Regions from separate parts of the Mus musculus genome. Here region 2 is linked to region 1. The links are chromatin contacts, called in public promoter capture Hi-C maps. All regions are on one chromosome and are shown on one strand. Each heading gives the region's core, a stretch centred on a gene start, on an enhancer-like site or on the middle of the called end of the contact. The rest is flanking DNA. Distances are from core to core; before and after follow the strand shown. Region 1 has its middle 39 kb from the start of Gm30442. Region 2 holds the start of Ogfrl1 (opioid growth factor receptor-like 1).

Region 1 (5,103 bases), core at 937-3,436:
AAAAGGTTAGAAACAATTTTCCAAGGAAACTGTTCCAAGAAACAAGCTGGAATAGCCATTCTAATATTGAATAAAATCAACTTTCAACCAAAAGTTATAAAAAACAAAAATAAGGATGGACACTTCATACTGGTCAACGGAAAAATCTGCCAAGATGAACTCTCAATTCTGAACATGTATGCTCCAAATGCAAGGGCATCTGCATTCATAAAAGAAGCTTAACTAAAGCTCAAAGCATATATCACACCCATACAATAATAGTGGGAAACTTCAACACCCCACTCTCATCAATGGACAGATCATGGAAACAGAAACTAAAGAGAAACAAAGTGAAACTAACAGAAGTTATGAACCAAATGAGTCTAACAGATATTTATAGGACATTTCATTTTAAATCAAAAGAATATTTGTTCTTCTCAGCACCTCATGCTACTTTCTCCAAAATTTACCATATAATTGGTCGTAAAAGAGGCATCAACAGATACAAGAAGATTGAAATAATCCCATGTAATCTATCAGATCACAACGGACTAAGGGTGGACTTAAATACCAACAAAAACAACAGAAAGCACACATACATATGAAAACTGAACAATTCTCTACTCAATGATAAGTTGGTCAACAAAGAAATAAAGAAAGAAATTGAAGGCTTTTTAGAATTTAATGAAAATGAAGACACATCATATCAAAACTTATGAGACACAATGAAATCAGTGGTAAGAGGAAAACTCATAGCTCTGAGTGCCTCCCAAAAGAAACTGAAGTGAGCGTACACTAGCAGCTTGACTGCACACCTGAAAGCTCTAGAAAAAGAAGCAGATACAACCAAGAAGAGAGTAGATGGCAGGAAATAATCAAACTCAGGGCTGAAAACAACCAAATAGAAACAAAAAGAACTATACAAAGAATCAACAAGATAGATAAATCCTTAGTCAGATTAATCAGAGGGCACAGAGACAGTATCCAAATTAATAAAATCAGAAATGAAAAGGGAGACATAACTGCAAAATATATCTTAAAATAATTATTTTGTATGTTGAATATTGACAGTTGAAAATATTAAAATCATGTTCTATAATAAAATAAAATAAATAAAATAAAACTGAATAAAAATCACTTAAAATCTAGATGTTAATTATGACATTATTTGTAAATATTAATAAGGCCCATCAAAAATTTTCAGCATGTCTTAGATGCTAAGCTTTATATTCTCGGCATTTGCCACTGAGTCTGACCTCCAATTTGCCCCTCCTCAGACTTTATATTTCTTATTTTTTTCTCATATTTTTTCAATAGTAAACCTTTAAATAGAGATGATAAGGATTTTCTTTGTTAGGGCTTCCATTGCTGTGAATAGAAATGATGACCAGGCAATAGTTACAAAGAACAACATTTAAGTAGGACTGGCTTACAGTTTCAGAGGTTCAGTTCATTATCATCATGGTGGGAAGCATGGCAGTGTGCAGACAGACAAGGTTCTGGAAGTGTTGAGACTTCTACACCTTGATCCAACTTCAGCCAGGAGAGTCTGTCTCCCAGGCAGCTAAGAGAGGGTCTCATTGCCCACTCCCACAGTGACACATTTCCCCCACAAGGCCATGCCTCCTAATAGTGCCACTCCCTGGGCAAACTGCCACAGAAATACTTCACTAAGCCTTTAAATAGACATGATAGGGATTTAGATGGCAGATGATAGTGATAATAGAAAAATGAGTGTGCTTTAGTTTTGGGAGGGGCTGAGAGGCAAAATCTCACACAAGATTTGTAACCTAGAGAATTGTGTGTTCCTCTGTATGTGCACAGGCGTCAATATACACTCTGAAATACAAAACTCTTCTGCAAAATGATAATATGTGACTTGCCTATCTTTTCAGAAAACTTAAACCAAATCCCTCTGAATTTGGCTTAAAGGGTGAGGCAGGCTGATGCAATGTCAATCTATTGATGACGTATACCTTGAGCAATACTGGAAAGCAACCCTTTCTTGGTTCGTTTGTTGGTTAGTTTAATAAAACTATGGATTGGACACGTATTTAATGTAGTGTTTTGTATGCTGAAATAATCTATTTTGCAAGGTCATTTCCCTTCCTTTGGAAGCCGTCATTGGTTCTCCTTGGCTTCAGTGAAGGGAAAACTTAACCTGGGTTAATGGAAAATCTTTGTACATATTTGCACAGATTTGCTCCATGGATTGTGGTAGCTGCCATTCAGGAAGGCAGGGTTCAGGAATGTGTGAGGACAAAGTACATGCACCCTCCACCCCCTGAGTTTTTGTTTTGTATTTATGCAGATTTTTCTCTTTTGTAAACGTTCTTCCCCTTTTCTGATATTCCACACTTAAGACATACTGAAAATTTTTGATAGACTTTATAATGACATAAGAAGCATCCAGATTTTATGTGTATTTTATTCAGCTTTTAGCCTTATAAAAACAGGTCCTCATGCTATTCTCATTTCTTCAATATCAATTTACTTTCCAAATTAATTTGCTGACTTTGTAAAAATTATAGTGGTCATTATTACAATGAAATATAAGCAACTTAAGAAGGTAATTTAAAACAAATAAACAAGAGAACCCTGGTCTAATTTTTTCAGGTTTCAGACTTCTAATGAATAACATGAATATTCTTCGTTAAATGCTGAATGTGCATCAAAATGCTCATTAGGTGAATCACTCAATTAGTCAAGATAGAGACATAGTGAATCGCAATCACAATGGTTTCACTGTATGTTTGTTCTCATCACTCCTGAAAGAGTTGCAGTGCTCCTAGGTGTTTGTTCGCTGCCCCTCCCCCGACCTGTTTGCTGTGTTTTTTTTCTTGTTGTTTTGCATAACAAATGGATTAACGGAGTGTGTAACATTTTGTGTCTTAAATGGAAATAATTTCTGTCTGTAACATTCCATAAATTCCAATCAGTTCCCCCATGATATTTTGTAGCTTTCAGATTCCAGTGACTTTTCTTTTAGTTTTCTATCGCTTGGGCCAAAGTACTCTTTTACTGATAAATTTGGTCTTTCTAGTTTCTAACCTTACTATTCACAACACATGTACAGAATTCTTTCATTTTGTGTTTAGTACTATGCTTTGTGTAATGGTCTAAGATGTCTCTCATGTTGTAATTTCCCTTAAGTCTAATGAATTGTTGCTAGTATTCCTTTTGTATATATTCAGAGGCAGTGAGTTTTGAGTTTTTGTTTTTTGTTTTTAAAGAACATCTTTGTTTTACCTTATTCTTGCTGACTCTAGAATTCTAAATTAATAGTGTACTCACTTTAAATAAATTAAGGATAGTATTTTCTTTTTTTCTTTCCTTTGTGGTTTCTGTTATAAAGCAAATCACTTTCCTGCGTATAAGACATTTTCCTCTGTTTAATTAATGATGTGCATGCGTTTTATTTTTCAGTTGTGTGATTGTGATGTGCTATGTTCTGATTGATCATGTGTGGACCTCCCTAAGTTTCTTGGATGTGCAAATTTATAGGTTTCCTTAATGTTATGCTTTCTGATGATATCTCCACATAGTTTCTGTTTTATGCTTCATTTGTTACATCCTTTCCAGGACTACGGTTTTCCATGCAGACGTTGGCATCATTCTACAGATCTCTGAAGACTTCCTTTCCAAAGGAAAATCTCTTTCCTCCCTTCCTTCTCTTTGTTATATATTCTTTTCCTCTTTCCTTCTCCTTTTCTTTTTCCTCCTGATTTTTGTGATTTGTATTTGAGTTCACCGACTCTTTCCTCTGTCACTTGCATTGTTATGAAGACCAAACATTCTCTACAGTCTATTCCAGATAATTCCTATGCCCGGGAGATCTCAGAGTTGACATTTCTTTGTCTTTTCTCTTAGCAGTAATACACACTTTCTAGACTCCTTGTTGAATAATTTTAGACCAGATTATGGAGACTATGGTCACTATGCTGTGTAGACTCTGGGCTCTGTTATATTGCTTCAAAGACTGTTAACATTTCTGTTTTCACAGACAATAGACTGACCTAATGTAAATCCCATAGTCCCCTCAGTTCAGTGATTGGCAGCTTGGATGTCAGCTTATTCTTCTCTGCCATTTTCTTTCTATTTGTCCTATCAATATGTGCCTCAGAGACTGACTAGAGCTTTTAAGGAGATGAGCTTCGGTTTTTGCTTCTCTTGTTCTACACTTTCTTGGGCCACTCAGTTTCGGCTGTGAGGCCTAATTCATTTAAGAAAGATAAGGCAAGTGGCCACAGGAGATTTTATTTTATTTTTTACCACTACCCTGGTCTTTCAGGTTTGACTGTGCATTCATTGTTAATTTTACTCTTGTTAGAACTATTTGCATCTGTTTCACCAATATGATTTTCTCATCAGACTCTCTGCTGCTGGTCCACTCGACCATGTGTGTTGAGGTCTCTGTTATGGCTTGCATGTGAAACTTAGAATGACTTGTGTTGGCAACATCTGGATTTTCAACGTTGAGTTTTCAAACCAGTTTCTCACAAGGATGGTTTGTATCATACGCATTGCTTAACTTCAGACAGTGTGTGAGACTCAGGTATGAATTCTTACCGTGCATGGGTACCTATTTTCTACTCCAGCTCTGGGACATTATAGTGCTGTCCAAGCTGGTTAGGGTTCTAGTGGGGCAGCTTTCCCCATCCCTGTCATGCTCATAGGCCAGCTTCCTCATTCTCTGATTTGTGTCAGGTGTTCAGATCCTGCCTCCAGTGAGCTTCCTGGGTGGTGTCACCAACCATCCTGAAAACATCCAATATTTTACTAAGGCTTTCCATTCACTTCCTGTCACCAACTCTGACTGTGAGTTTAGATTTAATTTTATTATTGTTGTAGTGTATTGTGCAATGGTTAAAATAAGAGGGAAAGAGGGAATGTTCCGCTTGGCATCTTGCTCTGTCAGATCAACTAGAGGTCTTTACTGTTATACTGCTTGTAGCCTATTAATGAAGTCTTTGTTGGGGTGACCTTTTTGTACATTGTGTGAAGGTTGTCATTGTATTATTCAATCGTTAATTCTTTACCAACAGAGACCTGAATACTGGCCAGATTTTGGTATTGTTACTCTTTTTTCTTCTATCAATTAATTTATTCATTTTACATCCTGAT
Region 2 (5,103 bases), core at 1,525-4,024, 220 kb before region 1:
TGCTTGCATGCACGCTCCCCACTGTATAACAGAGCACTTCAGAATTTAGTGACCTAAAAACAGTAGTCATTTTATCAAATTTTACGACTCAGAAATTTGAGCAGTGCTCTATTGGGTGTTTATTTTGTTCCAAGTAGGATCAATGAATCTTACTGAATGAGATTTATCTGGTGGATGAAGTCAACATGAAGCCATTCACATTTCATAGGAGATACTGAGAGGCAGGGGTTAGTCGGCAGACCTGGCCAGGGTCCACATCCAGTGGCCTTTTCGGCGAGGCACTATCATAGGAGTTGAATTTACATGTCAGCCCAGAGCTATCAGAGGGAATAACCCAAACTAATATACTGAAAATGCAAAGTTCCCTTTGGCTTAACTTTGAAAATCTTAAAATATATCTTATTCCAGGTTCTATTTTTTAAGGTAGATTATAACCAATTCAAGAGTGAGGGTTAAAACTCTATCTTTCTCTTTCTCTCTTTTTTTTAAATTTTGAAATTAAAATATGATTATATTATTTTTATCCTTCCCTTTCCTCCCTCCAACCCTTCCCATGTACCCTACTCCCTTCTATTTATTTTTAAAAATCAAGTTCACAAACTATGTTTTTAAAAAAATTATTGTTGCATATAGTGGAAGAGGTAGGGGAAACCCTGAAAGAGCCAGAGAAACAGGAGTTTGCTTTGCGATTTCCTCTTCTAGACCTGTCAGGGAAGCTACACCCAGGAAGACTCATGAACATGAGCTGAACAGGGATGGCACCGATAGACATGCTAACACGAAAAGGGGGAAGTCTCATGGGGCCTCAACCCTAGACAAAGAACTCCATGCAACTACGACATTCTGGGAGCAGGGAAAATAGACTCCTAATTACAGGACAGCAAAGACATTGCAATGGACTTATTCTACAATACAGGTGGGAAACAGGTAGAGCACCTGGGCACATTACCACTAGGCTTTCAGCTCCGATCTTGGACTAAATGTTCACTTTGCAGTGTATTCTAGTCCGGTTCTGATGGAAGACAAATGGAATCCCTGAATTTTAACAGTGTCAGATTGATTTGTTCTACAGCTGCCCCATACTTTTTTTTTTTTTTTCTCACTAAGTCATTGTCAACATAAACCATGATCAGAGGTTCTCTGCAGTGACATTTATTTGGGATGAGCAGAGCCCTGGGAGAGAGGAGACGAACAAGAATTAACCACAGATATAGTCAACAGGGTTTGAGGAAGGATTCGACTCTAAATTTAAAAAGAGATAAACTTACAAAAACGTCTTGAATATCAAGACTTTGGGTTTTGGAGGAGGGGGGAAGAAGGTCTTGAGGTGGGTTCCCTTGTATAGTTTGTAGGATTGCTAGGCAAATTCTCTGCGTGAGCATTCGTATGGACTGCTGCAGTCTTAATGTTACAGATAATCCTATCCCCTTCCCGACCCCCTGTTGTGGGAGAGGTGCGCAAAGCAAGCTGGCCTATTAAAACAAACATCTTATCAACCAAGAAACTCCCTACCTCAGACAGGTATGAACACCCCTCCCCCAATAATACTGTCAAGTTCTAATTTTGTTTGGATCTGACAAGGACTTCATCCTAATATCATCAGTTTTTATGAATGAATATCTGACCAGAACGTTCTTTTTGTGTGGCCCCTGATAGTCATAAGGTCATTAAAGGTGAAGCTAGATGCCATTCCAGAGAGAAAAACCTGGCTTCATTTTGAAGATGAGGAGACTACCGGGGTCTCAAGAAGTTACGTGACCTGTCCAAAGCCAGAAACTGCTAGTAGAGTCACACCCTACTGTGAAGTTTGGAAAGAAACAACCACTGATTTATCTGTGGAGAGGCATCTTCTAGCCAAATCTTCCTTAAGCAATACCCATCTACCTGGATTTGCAATCTATTTAATTACTAGTTCTGAGTACAATTGATGCATCTAATAAAACTAACCCATGATCCCAGGCAATGTCCCACGGCAGAAAAAATCCCATCAAGACTCAGGTGCAGGCATCGGGCCACTAGCTCCTGGAGTTGGTTTCACGCTCTGCCATTTTCAGATGCTTTGGTTGTTATTTTGCCTAGAAGTATTCTTACAGCAGGTTTGCCTCTGGTCCTTAGAACCATAGTCTTCAGCACTCCACTTAGAACCAGCCTGTTCATTGTATAAATGCCGACGTTTTTCTGCCCAGAGCACAAATGTGGACTACTCACTGATGAAATAAATGTGCTGGCCTAATTCTTCTTGCTCCTTTGTTTCGAGAGAAGTTTGCTTTTAAGATGAGGGGACAGAGAGCTCTGACTTTTATTTTATAGACCGCAGGGATTCTAGGTGGCCTTAAGTACTGTTCCCGAAGCTTGGATTTCCTGTTTAGAGGGTGCACTGTCAAGATTAGCTTTTGTCTTCTGCTGTGGCTAATTTGTCTTCCTCTTGGAGCAGCCAGTGGGGGCGGGGGTGTGGGCAGGACCGGTCTGCTGATGGAGACACCTCCTTCCACTCTCTGACCTGGGCGGGATCAGGCTTCTCGCTTGGCTGGGAGGAGCCCCAAGGGGGCGGATCCCGGTCCACAGGGGGCGGGGCAGCTGACCCCTGGCCACTCCCGGGGACCGTGGAGGGGGGCGCGTCCCGGTGGAGCTGGTGCCGCGCGCTCGGGAGTGGGTTGGCTTCGCTGGGGCGGGGCGGGGCAGGGCGGGGCGGCGGCGGGATGGGCTGGCTGGGACGCGTGCGGCGGCGGCTCCGGGGGGCCCGGCTCCTCCCCGCCTGTGCGCCGGAGCGCCGGCGGCCGCGCTGAGCTGTGCGGCGCGGGCCGGGCGAGCAGCCGCCTGCGCCCCGAGCGAGCGGAGCGCGGCCATGCCCGGGCCCTAGCGCGCTACCGCAGCCCGCGCCCGCCGCCGCCTCTTCAATGGGCAACCTGCTCGGCGGGGTCAGCTTCCGCGAGCCCACCACCGTGGAGGACTGCGACTCCACCTGGCAGACCGATTCGGAGCCCGAGCCCGAGCAGCCGGGGCCGGCAGGCGGTGGCGAGGGCCAGCAGCACGACGAGCCGGAGCAGCCCAAGCAACCTCCCGAGAGAGCCGGAGGGCGGCCCCGCGCCAGCCCCGTGCCCGAGGACCACGCCGAGGCGGCGGGCGCGGAGCAGGTACGCGGCCCCGGGACCCACGGTGGGCCCGGCGAGGTCGTGCTCCCGGCGCCCGGGAGGGGACTGCCCCCGGGGATGCAGGGCGGGATGCTCGGCGTGCTTGGCCCGGGCACCCGACCTAAGGGAGCCTGCGGTGCCCAGGTGGCTAGCTGCTAGCCCAGGGGGCCTTGCTGTGAACCTCGCAGGGAAGTCTCCCCAAGGCAGACCCCGACCCCACTCGGTGTTCTCTTTGCCTCTGCAGCGCAGCTGGGTGATGCGAAGGTGGGGTGGGAGGAACTAAACTAAAAATAGAAGATTGTGAGGAGGACCCGGCCAGTGCCTGTTATTGATTTTTTTTTAATTTTAATTTTTTAAAAAAAGATTTAAAATATTATTCAGAGCAAGACAACTGCAGTTGTGAAGCGGCCCGCAGCCTCCCCCTCCCAGCGAGGGTCCAACGGGCATTAAAAGTATCACAGAAGGTTCCTGAGCAAACTTAAAATAACACCGTTCATTTCCCCAAGAGAAACCTTTCAACGACTTGAGTATTCCTTTAACATTTACGTTCACCCAGAAGACTTGTTGATCCAACCAAGCTTAAGTCAGTTGACCAATACAATTAGGTAGATAGGTTAGAAGAGAGATAGATGGCGTCCCTTAACCTCTTGTGGCTTCAGAAACTTTTAAAAGGAGGAACTGTATATTTTTAAAGAAGTCTGCACCGTTTAAGGTTGGTGGTTCTGTATTAGGCCTCCCTCTTACAACTTGAAGGAAAATGGAGCCCAAAATCCAATGTGACTTTAGGGGAAGCATCACCTTTCCAGGAAGTCCGAGCCTTCCCATCCAGGTTAATTGAGCGTGTTATTGAATGGAATGCAATTTCCAGGTGTGCGGTCCGTTTTAATTCCCCATTTTGGAGAACTGTGAGCCTTAAAGGAAATCTTGCCCAAAGCATACGAGGAGAAAAGTATGTCTGTGGCCAAAGTGAGGGCCTTGGCCCTGCTAATGAGATCTTGGCCGCCCTTGTCTTCTGTTCCCGTTTGTATTTTGCACTTAGTGTTATGTGCTCAACCCCAAAACAATAGCGCATGCCACATTTCAGCGTCTTATCCTCCCATTTGTCTTCCAAGTAAATAGCAAATAGCCACTGAGAAGTTTGGAATTAAAGAAACAAAAACAAAACTTGTTAATACAATTAACTAGGTCAATTGTAAAATAACATACCATTTCAACAAATACTCTGCAACCTGAGTAAGAATAGAGCATCCTTTAATTGTTAATTTTTGTTCCTGGAAGTTCCACCAGACTTCTTAAATAATCGTTGTGACGCTGTTTTGACTCCTTACTCTATTTGCCCACTATGCGGACCGGTCAGTTCCCCCTTTAAAGGAGGTTGCAGACTGGTTTCACCCGCTCACTGTCTTTGCTCTCATCCATCTCTGTAAACGTTAGACAAAAGATGGTACCACTAACTGAGGTGAGGAAACCTGGGGTGAAAGATGTTTCAGAGGTTAAGTCAAGGCTTATGCTAAGTTTTGCGTCCTATTAGACACCCAAGTGGATGGGCGAGTAGTTAATGGTCTCTATAAATAGATGCTCCGTCTAGGCTGGAGCTATAGGCTTGCATTTAGTATCTATACATAGATACTGTCTAAGCTGGAGCTATAGGCATGCATTTAGGATAAGTTGTACTCAAAAAAAAAAAATCAATGCAAGATAAGAGGTCATCAAAGAGTCATGAGGGGTGAGAATAAGGCTGTCTATACGGGTTGTGATTAAGACGAGAAAAAGGGGAGCAATGGTACAGGAAGCAAGTCAGGAGAGAGTGGTATTCTGACAGCTAAGTGTTAACACTGCTTCAGGGCCTTACAGGGTCCCAGCTGCTGGGAAGTCCCTGGGATGACCGCTGAGACATGATTTGAGTAAATGGGGGATTGGTTTGGAAAGTTCCTAATAGTCCCATTTTAAAGCAATGCCCTGGACAGAGTGT

Evidence for each region. Promoter capture Hi-C pulls out the DNA fragments that hold promoters and counts their contacts.
Region 2: a contact with region 1 is called in a promoter capture Hi-C map of liver. The contact joins the promoter of Ogfrl1 here to the enhancer-like site in region 1. A contact is called at or near these places in 2 of 39 promoter capture datasets (both in liver), 4 of 484 Hi-C or Micro-C datasets (the N1E-115 cell line, adipose-derived mesenchymal stem cells and liver) and 3 of 9 other capture datasets (adipose tissue, liver and pancreatic islet).

The regions. Positions count from the first base shown.
Region 1 is chr1:23,160,659-23,165,761 of GRCm38.p6, reverse strand. No RefSeq gene overlaps it. Among named protein-coding and RNA genes, the nearest start is that of Gm30442, 39 kb to the right of the region's middle. Within about 2 kb of position 2,186, at least 9 of the 459 cell types and tissues checked have an H3K27ac peak or open chromatin away from gene starts, as enhancers often do. A contact at or near this core is called in liver, where this site is marked.
Region 2 is chr1:23,380,846-23,385,948 of GRCm38.p6, reverse strand. Ogfrl1 (opioid growth factor receptor-like 1) reads left to right here and starts at 2,774. Exons shown (of 7, transcript NM_001081079.1): 1 at 2,774-3,134. The coding sequence starts at 2,898.